Regions from separate parts of the Gossypium hirsutum genome. Here region 1 is linked to region 2. Evidence: chromatin contacts called from public Hi-C data. All regions are on one chromosome and are shown on one strand. Each heading gives the region's core, a stretch centred on a gene start, on an enhancer-like site or on the middle of the called end of the contact. The rest is flanking DNA. Distances are from core to core; before and after follow the strand shown.

The links. Hi-C and Micro-C count contacts between places; a contact is called where the count stands out from the background.
Region 1: a contact with region 2 is called in a Hi-C map of hypocotyl, with 4 times the contacts expected there. The contact joins the enhancer-like site here to the promoter of LOC107948832 in region 2. A contact is called at or near these places in 5 of 34 Hi-C or Micro-C datasets (fibers, hypocotyl and leaf).

What each region holds. Positions count from the first base shown.
Region 1 is chrA13:68,313,419-68,317,971 of Gossypium_hirsutum_v2.1, forward strand. No RefSeq gene overlaps it. Among protein-coding and RNA genes, the nearest start is that of LOC107895011, 11 kb to the right of the region's middle. Within about 2 kb of position 2,788, at least 3 of the 9 cell types and tissues checked have an H3K27ac peak or open chromatin away from gene starts, as enhancers often do. A contact at or near this core is called in hypocotyl and leaf, where this site is marked.
Region 2 is chrA13:68,268,188-68,272,927 of Gossypium_hirsutum_v2.1, forward strand. It overlaps LOC107948832 (50S ribosomal protein L18), which reads right to left and starts at 2,560. Exons shown (of 3, transcript XM_016883485.2): 1 at 2,424-2,560; 2 at 2,107-2,237; 3 at 435-985. The coding sequence starts at 2,430. The coding sequence ends at 533. LOC107948831 (bifunctional 3-dehydroquinate dehydratase/shikimate dehydrogenase, chloroplastic) reads right to left here. Exons shown (of 9, transcript XM_016883484.2): 7 at 4,559-4,674; 8 at 4,151-4,464; 9 at 2,750-2,883. The coding sequence ends at 4,336.

The DNA.
Region 1 (4,553 bases), core at 1,538-4,037, 45 kb after region 2:
ATAAATCTTTATTGCTCACATGTAAAACCGAATAATCGTCACATGTTTATTACTATAGTTGCAAATGTAATATTACTAACCATGTGTAATAAATAAACAATATAAAAGGTTGCAAATGTAACACCCCAAACCCGGCCTAGATGTTACGACCGAATCTGGCGTCACATTGAAGCATTATTAGAGAAGTCATGTTTTATCTAAAATCTTTCTTAGTGTTTAAAGAATATTTTCGTTTTAAATTAAAATGAATGGAAGCTGCGCACCAGGTAGGATTCAAGAAAAGAGGAGGTGAGTCAATTAGACTGCTTAAGTACCTAGCTCTTCCATGATCCAATCCTAGACATGCACACATCCATTGCCACACTTTAAGCTTATTACTTGACCACGAACAACAAATTAAGTTTAAGTCTATTTAAAATATTTATTTCCTTTGAAAACATTTACGTTGCGGAAGCTTTGCTCAGATATCTTGATATTTTGAAAATAAGTAACTTTTATAATACGCACCCTAGGGCTATCCAATTTTAAGGAATCAATTTAAGTGATGTGAATCTCAAGTTGAAAACGATTTAAGTAATTTAAAAACCCAAAATAAAAATAATAAAGCGGCCTTATTACAACTTTAACCAAAATAGAAATAATCAAAAATAAATGCGAAATTTAAAAGGAAGCTAATTGAAACTTATTTAAAAACCAGAAATTTAATCTTCGTGGCCACTCTGAATCCCGCACAGCTCCAAGTCCACCAACTAGGGCTCACCTGCAAGGATGGAAGAGAAATGGGGTGAGTTTGGAAAACTCAGTGTGTATGGAAAACCCATCCAAAGCCCAAGTAAGCTCAAGCCCATTGGGCCTAAGCCCTATTCAGATAACAGCGGGTACTAGGCCGAAGCCCTTTTCAGAATACAGTAAACTGGGCCTTAGCCCCTTTTCAGATAACAGTATGGCCCATAGGCTCATTCCAGAACAGAACAGACATATTCGTGTATGCAAGCCCTACCCAACCAATAACCAACCGCTACACTCCACCCGTACCAGCCCTACACTCCATGTGGGGAATAGCTCAACCCACCCAGCCCTACACTCCACAATTGCAGCATTGCTGCTCAGATATCAGTAAGTTGAGGCAAAGCCTCCAGTACGTGGACAAGCCACTTTCAGTACTTCCTCCATCAATAACCCAGTCCCATGCATCAGATAATAATAACATGACATGCAGTAAATAGTAACAGTCAAACATGCATTCAGGTCAACCTTAACCCTAGGGGTATATTAGTAATTTTGCTCCTAGGGGTAAATCTGTAAATTTTTCACCTATAAAGGTATTTCAGTAATTTTATCAGTTTTAAGATTTCTCACGAATGTTACTATCCTTACTAGCCCATTTGTCATCGCAATAATTTATTTGTCTCAATTTTACAATTTTAACCATTGGGCCCTAAAACCCCTGATGGGCCCTACAGTGTCCACTAGCAATTTAAGTCCATTCAATTCAAGTTTTATGACCAGTTTACCGGTTTAAGTAGTTTCGATTCCACAGTCTAACAGAACATACTTATTGCCTATTTTTTTATTATTTTACCCGTATGGGCCCATAAGCCCATTGGGCCCAGTTTTAGCCTATCGAGGCCCAATTACTGAAGTGCACGAAATTTCACACACGACTAACTTACCACTTTTTGATTTTAGATCTAATGATTTCTAAACGTCTTGTGAGCACTCGCACACTCACAAGCCCACGAAATGCCGGATTTTTGGCATTTCGGCTTTTACCGATTTGAACTATGAGAGGGTATTCGATACACACCTGATTTAGAACGGTACATTGGTGAGATCCTCACATGAACTGCCTACAATTGGATTACTAACACGTCAATCTAAATATCAAAAATGAACTACGTATTTAACCCCTTACCGTATTCGGCCAACACAGCCTTAGATCCCAAAGTTCTTTACCTTTTGCCGAAATATGGGTTAGATTTGATGAGCCAACCGAATTAGTCTTCAAGCCCTTTGCTATACGTCCCCTTGTCCACGCTAACGTTTACACAACCAAACAGAAAGAGGCACAAAACCCTTAGTCCAAAACGCTAGCCACCCATAAGGGTTTCGGCTTTTCTTAACTCCTGAAATAAAGAAATAATTTCAAAAACTTACCACCGGTTCCTTCAGCCAACGATTCCACTTTAGTTCTTATTCGATTCTGATGTAGATCTAACCTTCAAACCCTAGCAGAAGCCGGTCCTTTTCTGGTCTAAAGATTCGGCTATGCCCCTAAACTATGGAGTTTTCAGCTTTTTGAAATAGTGAAGAAGATGAGATATGAGAGTTTTGTAGTGGCTTTGTCGACAGAACTTTAGGGTTTAGAAGAAGAAAGAATCAACCACAAGATGGAGAAGAATTAGAGGGTTTGGCTAGGAGAAATCGGCATAAAAGAAATATAGGCTTTCGGGATTTCGGCTTTTGTATATAAAGCTTAGGAATAAATGATTAGAAAGTGGAGATGAGTAAAATAGTAGAAGGATTCGGCTATGGGGGAAAAGAAGAAGAGAAAGTAGATGAAGAGAAAAGAAAAGAAAAGAAAAACTAAATCCTAAAGGCAAAAATATACGACACTTATTAGTTCCGAATTGCTCATTGATTTTTGGCCACATTCAATGTTTGAATTCCATTCAAACTCTTGACCGATCAGCCCATCGTTTGCACCAGCTCAGCATGCTGCCAAGAGTCCTGATCAAACCCCAATTACTTCCCCACGGATGCAGCAAAAATCCCAACCTTGCGTGCACGAGATAAAGCTCGAACCCCAGACCTCCCGTCCGCATTGTGCCCTTGCGCCTTCGCCCAAGCTGTGCTAGCTACTGCACCATGTTTTCTCCTTTACTAATATATGGTTACAATTAATTATAAACCTTACCTGCTGAAGCTTTGGTCCGCTTAAAAATAAAAGGGGAATTTCACCTTCCAAGCAACTCGAACCTGTGCCCTTGTGGAACTCCTAACACCCTACTACCACTGCGCCACAAGCGTCCTTGTAGCATAACTCGGTCGCAACTATTCTTAAACCTTACTTTAGTGCGACCTGACTATAAAAACAAGCCTTTGCGTGCGCCAACCCTCGAACCTAAGTATTATACCACACTCCCAGCGCCTCTACCACTGGACCAAGCTTCCCTTTTTGTTACCTTTTAACCTCAACTGTATATAAGGCTTCCCTACGTCATTCCCTGATATAAAGAAAAAATAAAACACTTTTGCACATGCTGCGAGTCGAATCCCAGCTCTCCTTCCCACTACCTAGCATGCTAACCACTAGGCTAGGTATGCCTCTTCATGTCCAGTCTTGCCCAATTTATTTTATAAGCCTTATGCCCAGATTCCCTCTATGAGGCAAAAATTAAAACAATTTATTAATTTACATCATAGATCTTTCGTTGAATTTGAAGTATAAATTTAATGTTTTTTTTATTGTATTTTTTATGTTACATTTGCTGTTTTTGGTTGGATTTCATGCTATATTTGTTGTTTTTGGTTAGATTTAATGCAGGAAGAGTTGGATATTGGTGAAAAATGTACATTTCAAATCTGCCAAAATTAGCAGCGTTTGTGAAAAAAAGTGCCGCTAAAAGCCATGACTTTTAGCGATGCTTTTCCTACAAATGCCACTAAAAGTCTTGATCTTTTGTGGCGTTTTTTTCAGATAAATGCCGTTAAATTTTATGGCGTTACCTTTAGCAGTATTTTTGCGGCGCTTGGGAAAACGCCGCTAATAGTTTTTGGCTAAAAAAAACGCCGCTAAAAGTCTGTTTTCTTGTAGTGGCATGTAGGTAATATTATATTTTTTTGGCATAATGTTGGATAAATTTGGTTCTTTTTGGTGTAATTGATTTTCTAACTTGGTGTTGTGAGTAAGGTTGAAAGCTATGATTTGGTTTATAACAGTTATAGATATTAGTAATGCAAGTGAGAGTTGACTGAAAAGTTTTCTATTTCTAGTTGTGAAAATCAAATCATCTTTTCGTAATTCAGTTTAATTGAAGACATTCATAATATATCCTTTTTTTCTTTTCTCTACTCTTTTTCTTTTTGTACCATATTGAACTTGTTATCCTGCTTTTAAATGCTTATATGAGTTCCAGTGTTCTATGTTGCTTGAAAACCCCATTGCTTGACCACTTATTCCAACTGCAAGAATATGTAGCTTATTAGCTTTAATGGGTCCTTGTGATATTTGAAGTATTCCTTTTGCATCTTTGTGTAATCCAACTTTGTTCAGTATATGAGTTTATCACCTGTAATAGTTGGAGTTAGAATAGACCACGGATTATGATAGCCTCATTTTCCAAATATCAGACGTATTGGCTACTCTGATAACAGGCACAAGCTAACAAAGCGTTTTCATGATGAAATAATTTCTCAATAATCACTAGGTTCAAATTTGGCCTGGCCTGAATTTGTGGCAGTGGGTTAGACATCCTTGATATGCCATAGTTAAAGGGTAAATGTAGCTTGCTGCTGTTTGTAGGTTCCATTGTTGTTGTAAACTAACTGAT
Region 2 (4,740 bases), core at 1,310-3,809:
CTATTGAAGATATCGAATAACCCTTTTGTGACTTACTAGAACACCCTTTATGTGTATTGCTGTTACAAAAGTATCGAATATCGATCTGTGTTATCGAATTAAAAATCCATGTAAACTAAGCAAAGTTTAATCAATAGATGTGTTTCTTATTTTCTTTGAGAATATATAGATCTTAACCAAATATCCAATCTTTTATAAAATAACAAATATTATATTGAAACTGTTTTATATTTTTATATTAAGATTAAAATTCAAAATACCATAATTTTTTATATTTTAATTTATACCATCTACTCAGTTGAAAATAAGAAAACTTGATTAAGCATTAAGAATTCAAACTTATTTCCAAGCATAAACCCATATAATTTGCAATTACAAGCATCTCATTTGGAGGTATAAAATCAAAATGTAAATAGAAATGAGAGAGAAATACATCAGTCAAGCATATTCACAAGCTTAATTAAATAACACAAAATATCTTTCAAAAGGTTTGGGTAAAGAGTGTAAAGATCAATAACTGAATTCAAATCATTCAATCAAGATAAACTTTAATATCAATTCCATTATCAATGAGGGATTGAACCACAGCTCTGATTTTGCCTTCGAATTTGTCCCTCTCCCTGGGAGTATAAGAAGCTGTATACACATCGGCTTCTCTCGCTCTCTCAGCTAATATCCGCCCGATTGCCAAGCAAGCCGGAATGTCCGATCTGGATCTCAGTACTGCTTTAATGTCTTTCGAGTTTGTGCCTGCGACTGCAACTTGCTTACATGTCACCCTATGTGTGACAGAAGCGGAAACAAACCGCTTCGAGATGAAGACATCAAGTGTAAATGGTTCCATGTAGGCTTCGGTCCGTTGTTTAAATGAGACATGCTTGTTCGGATTCTTCGACTTTTTTCCTTTCTGATAAGTGTATGGCTTGCTATTATCATCATCAAGAAAATCCTCTACCCCAAAAAAACTTCTTGGTGAACAATGAAACTGTACAAGGGAAAATGTTGTATAAAGTCTGCAACTCTGAACTTCACAAGCTAATGAAGCAACACTTCGGCACAAGGGATAATATCACTAAAAAGGGGATAATATCAAACTATACACTTCTCAATATTTGAGCATTCAACAATAAATAAGAGACTATAAGGAAATCATGCATTTTGACAGACAAAAGAAAGAAAATTTTGCATGTTTTGCGGATAAATTGGACTACTCTTTAGACTTCATTATCAAACACACACATATATGCATATTACACCTTAGTTCAACAAGCCAATGCTTTTATTTTTTGCACATTGCATCTTAGGCATATAAGCATAGATTGATAATATGAATTGGACAGATGATGGGGTTGATTTGATGCAAACAGAGTTATACGCATGCAGATTAAGCAAAAGGAAATAGGAAGAAGGAATGAAGCAGGTATTTTTCTGGAAAAGTAGAACCTTTCAACTAGATTTACACAACTTCCTTCCAATTAACATATCAAATAAATGAACAGCTTATATACATCGTCGAACTAGATTCACACGATTTTCTTTGAATCAACACGTCAACAAAACAAAGATGCACGAACAGAGCTTATGTATTCCCTCTCTCATCTTTCAAATTTTCGTCTCCACGATTTTCAAACCCCTAATGCAGGCCATACTTTACTTTATGTTTACCGTATAGGTAGATGTTACAATAAGCTTTAAATCTCTCCAGTCCACCCTTTTTTGGAACATTACTAGCATCATAATTTCTTCAACAGGCACGCGGTCAGAGCCCTGGGCTCCGAGCACATGACTTCATGTTCTATTTCACTCCCCACAGGGTTCATTTTCTCATGGTACTACTTTGCTATCGAGGAGCATTTAGCCTTATTTCAGTCAACACCAGTTCAATTCTTTTATTCATCACGCTCATAAAGGACTTTGCCAAAAACAAGTTGCAAAATAAGATTTTTCATGTTTTGTTTCTTGAATTATCAAACTATGAACACAATCTCTGGAAAACAATGGTTAGTGGTTCTGGTTTTAATTGAAAAAAATCGAAGGATAAACGAATTGGGTATCCATAAAAAAAATCTGAAGTAAGATTTAAAAGAAAAAAAAAAAAGTACCTACCTGTCCAGCGTGAAAAGAAGTCGTGGGCAAGTACAAGCAAGGCAAAAGAAGTTTATCACCAGAATCTGAAACTACCCTTTTGCTCAACACCTTCCATATCGCTTGCTTCAACATCTTACAGACAACACCCCCTGAAAACCAGAAACGAATTGTATAAAGAAGCATTATATCGAACAGTTGAAGTGCATTGTTAAAACTAGAGTACAAACAAAGAAAAATGAGTCTTGCACGAAATGTGAGAAAAAAAAAAGTAAGAGGCGTTTTTGGTAGAATAAATGAAAGGGAGATGAAGAAGAAGAGAAGCAAGAGAGGTAAACCTGGCATAGATGGCAAATACAAAACTGGGAACAAACTTACTAAAGCTGGAGAACAAAGTTCCACCGTAAATAACTTCGCTTGGATACAAAGGAATATACGTATTATTTAAATATTAATAAAGTGGTAACCTATTAGCAGTCAAGGCCTTTTGATCTAGTGGAATGAATTTTGTCTAGGGTGTGAGAGTTCCCGGGTTCAATTCTCGCAATGCACTCTTTATTTCCGTTACCAAAGTATTTTAATTCAAATGAAAAAAAGAAAAAAAAAGCATATTATTTTCTCTTCATATATATATTTTAATACTTATCTTCAATGTTCCATGTCCAATACATTGAATCATGATTAAAAAATTCGGGAAATTATTAGAATTTTTCCATCAATTAATTTTATTCAAGTTTTAGTGTAATCCACTACATCAGAACTCGGACGTAATAATGTCCCGCTTAAACTCTTCAGGTGCTGCAAAACAAACAGAAATTAAAAACCATATTAACAACTTCCACACTAATGACATATATTTCTCCAGTATTAGGATGTACTTTTTTGGAAGAAATAACACAGATTATCACTCCAAACTAAAGAAAAAATTAAGAGGATTAAAAAGAAATATCCTCAAGTTAGATATATACATTTAGGTATAATTATGATAACAATTAGAGCCTTATTTAGAAAAGAACATGATATACCTATTATAGCAGTTTTATTAGATAAAAGATTTGAAAACCCGATAAAAGCACTTATTGGAGGAATACAGTCTAATTTACATACCGGTGTAATAGGATTTAAGGTTAAACCAAACTATTTTATATCTATTACAGACTCTCTAATAGAAGAGTGTTTATGTTTAAGAATTCAGACAAAAAATTCTGAAATAAGTGATTTAGCAGAAGATTTAGCAATAAGTTGGACTTCTATTAATGAATATACCAACACGGCAGAAGTAGAAATTAAAGAAATTAATAATAAAATAACTGAGTTATTTGAACCTAATAAATTTACTACAGAAATACAACCAAAATTACTACATCTAAAAGACCTATCAATACCAAAAGATTGGATGATTGATAGAATAAGTGGTACTAGTACTTCAAAACCTGTAAGTACTATAGAATATATGTCATCTGGAGATAGACTATATTTTAAAAATAATGCTATAATAAATACAAATGATAATCTAGTTTTACCTTCTAATTCTCAAATAGAGGAAGAAGAAGATAATATTAGTACAAATTCCACAACACCAATAGGTATGAAAACAGATCAAATACCTATTTTCCCTACTGAACCTAGTAGAAATTCTAGAAATACTAGAATGGAAGAAATACAATCTACTACTATTATTCAACAAATAAAAATAGAAAAAAATGATATTATTACATCTTCAAATTTCCAACCTAGGAAATATTATACATATATAAAAATTACACTTCAATTTAGATAAGTTTAGAAATGATAGTAACCTATGTTACTGTCGAATACAAATAAGGGTCCATTTTGTTTAATTTTCACAAAGTCTAGCTAAAAAGTTATTGCACATTTTCAAACATGGTATGATGATATGACCCTCTAAAGACTCCAAATACATGGTAGACCTTAAAAAGATAGAACATACTTATATAAAAAATGTACCCTTATCTAACATTCACACCCAGTCTGAGCAACCCAGTTCCATAAAGTTTAAGGTATAGTTTAAGATGATTAAACAGGTAAGAGATTGAAGAGATACCTTGTCGATCAGTGAACAGATTGAACTGAGAAACTGCCTGCCTTAGGAACATTTCAACTCCACTCACAGTTATTGCCCCAGCAGCCTCCGCTTCTTTCAACAAACTTGTTTTTCTAGGTGTATAAACAGCATCAAACACCAACTCATAATCCCCCAAAGTTTCCTGGTCAACTGGAATGCGCTGATCAGTATATGGATGCATTCCGAGCGTGTTCCATTCGCAAGGATTGCTCCTTTCTCCGGTCGGAAATTAATGACTTGTTCGAATGTTCGAGCTTCACCCAAGACAGCAGAAGCAAGAGATTTTGCTCTTTCTTTTCCACAAGAAAAAAAAGGGTTCAGAGCAGAATTGAAAATCATATCAGCATACAGGGAGCATTGCCTGTTTAAGAGTTGCGTATGACATACCAAAATAATGTCGAAAATGAGTATCCGAGCTCCTCGACTTTTAGCACCAAATGCCAATGCTCTTCCGGCACCTCCAGCACCAACTAGCACGAAGAGTTTCCCGGATATCAAAGTACCTAAATATGATAGTTTAAAAGTAAAGAAGTGGCGGAATGGACAAGTCACTAATCAACACAATAAAC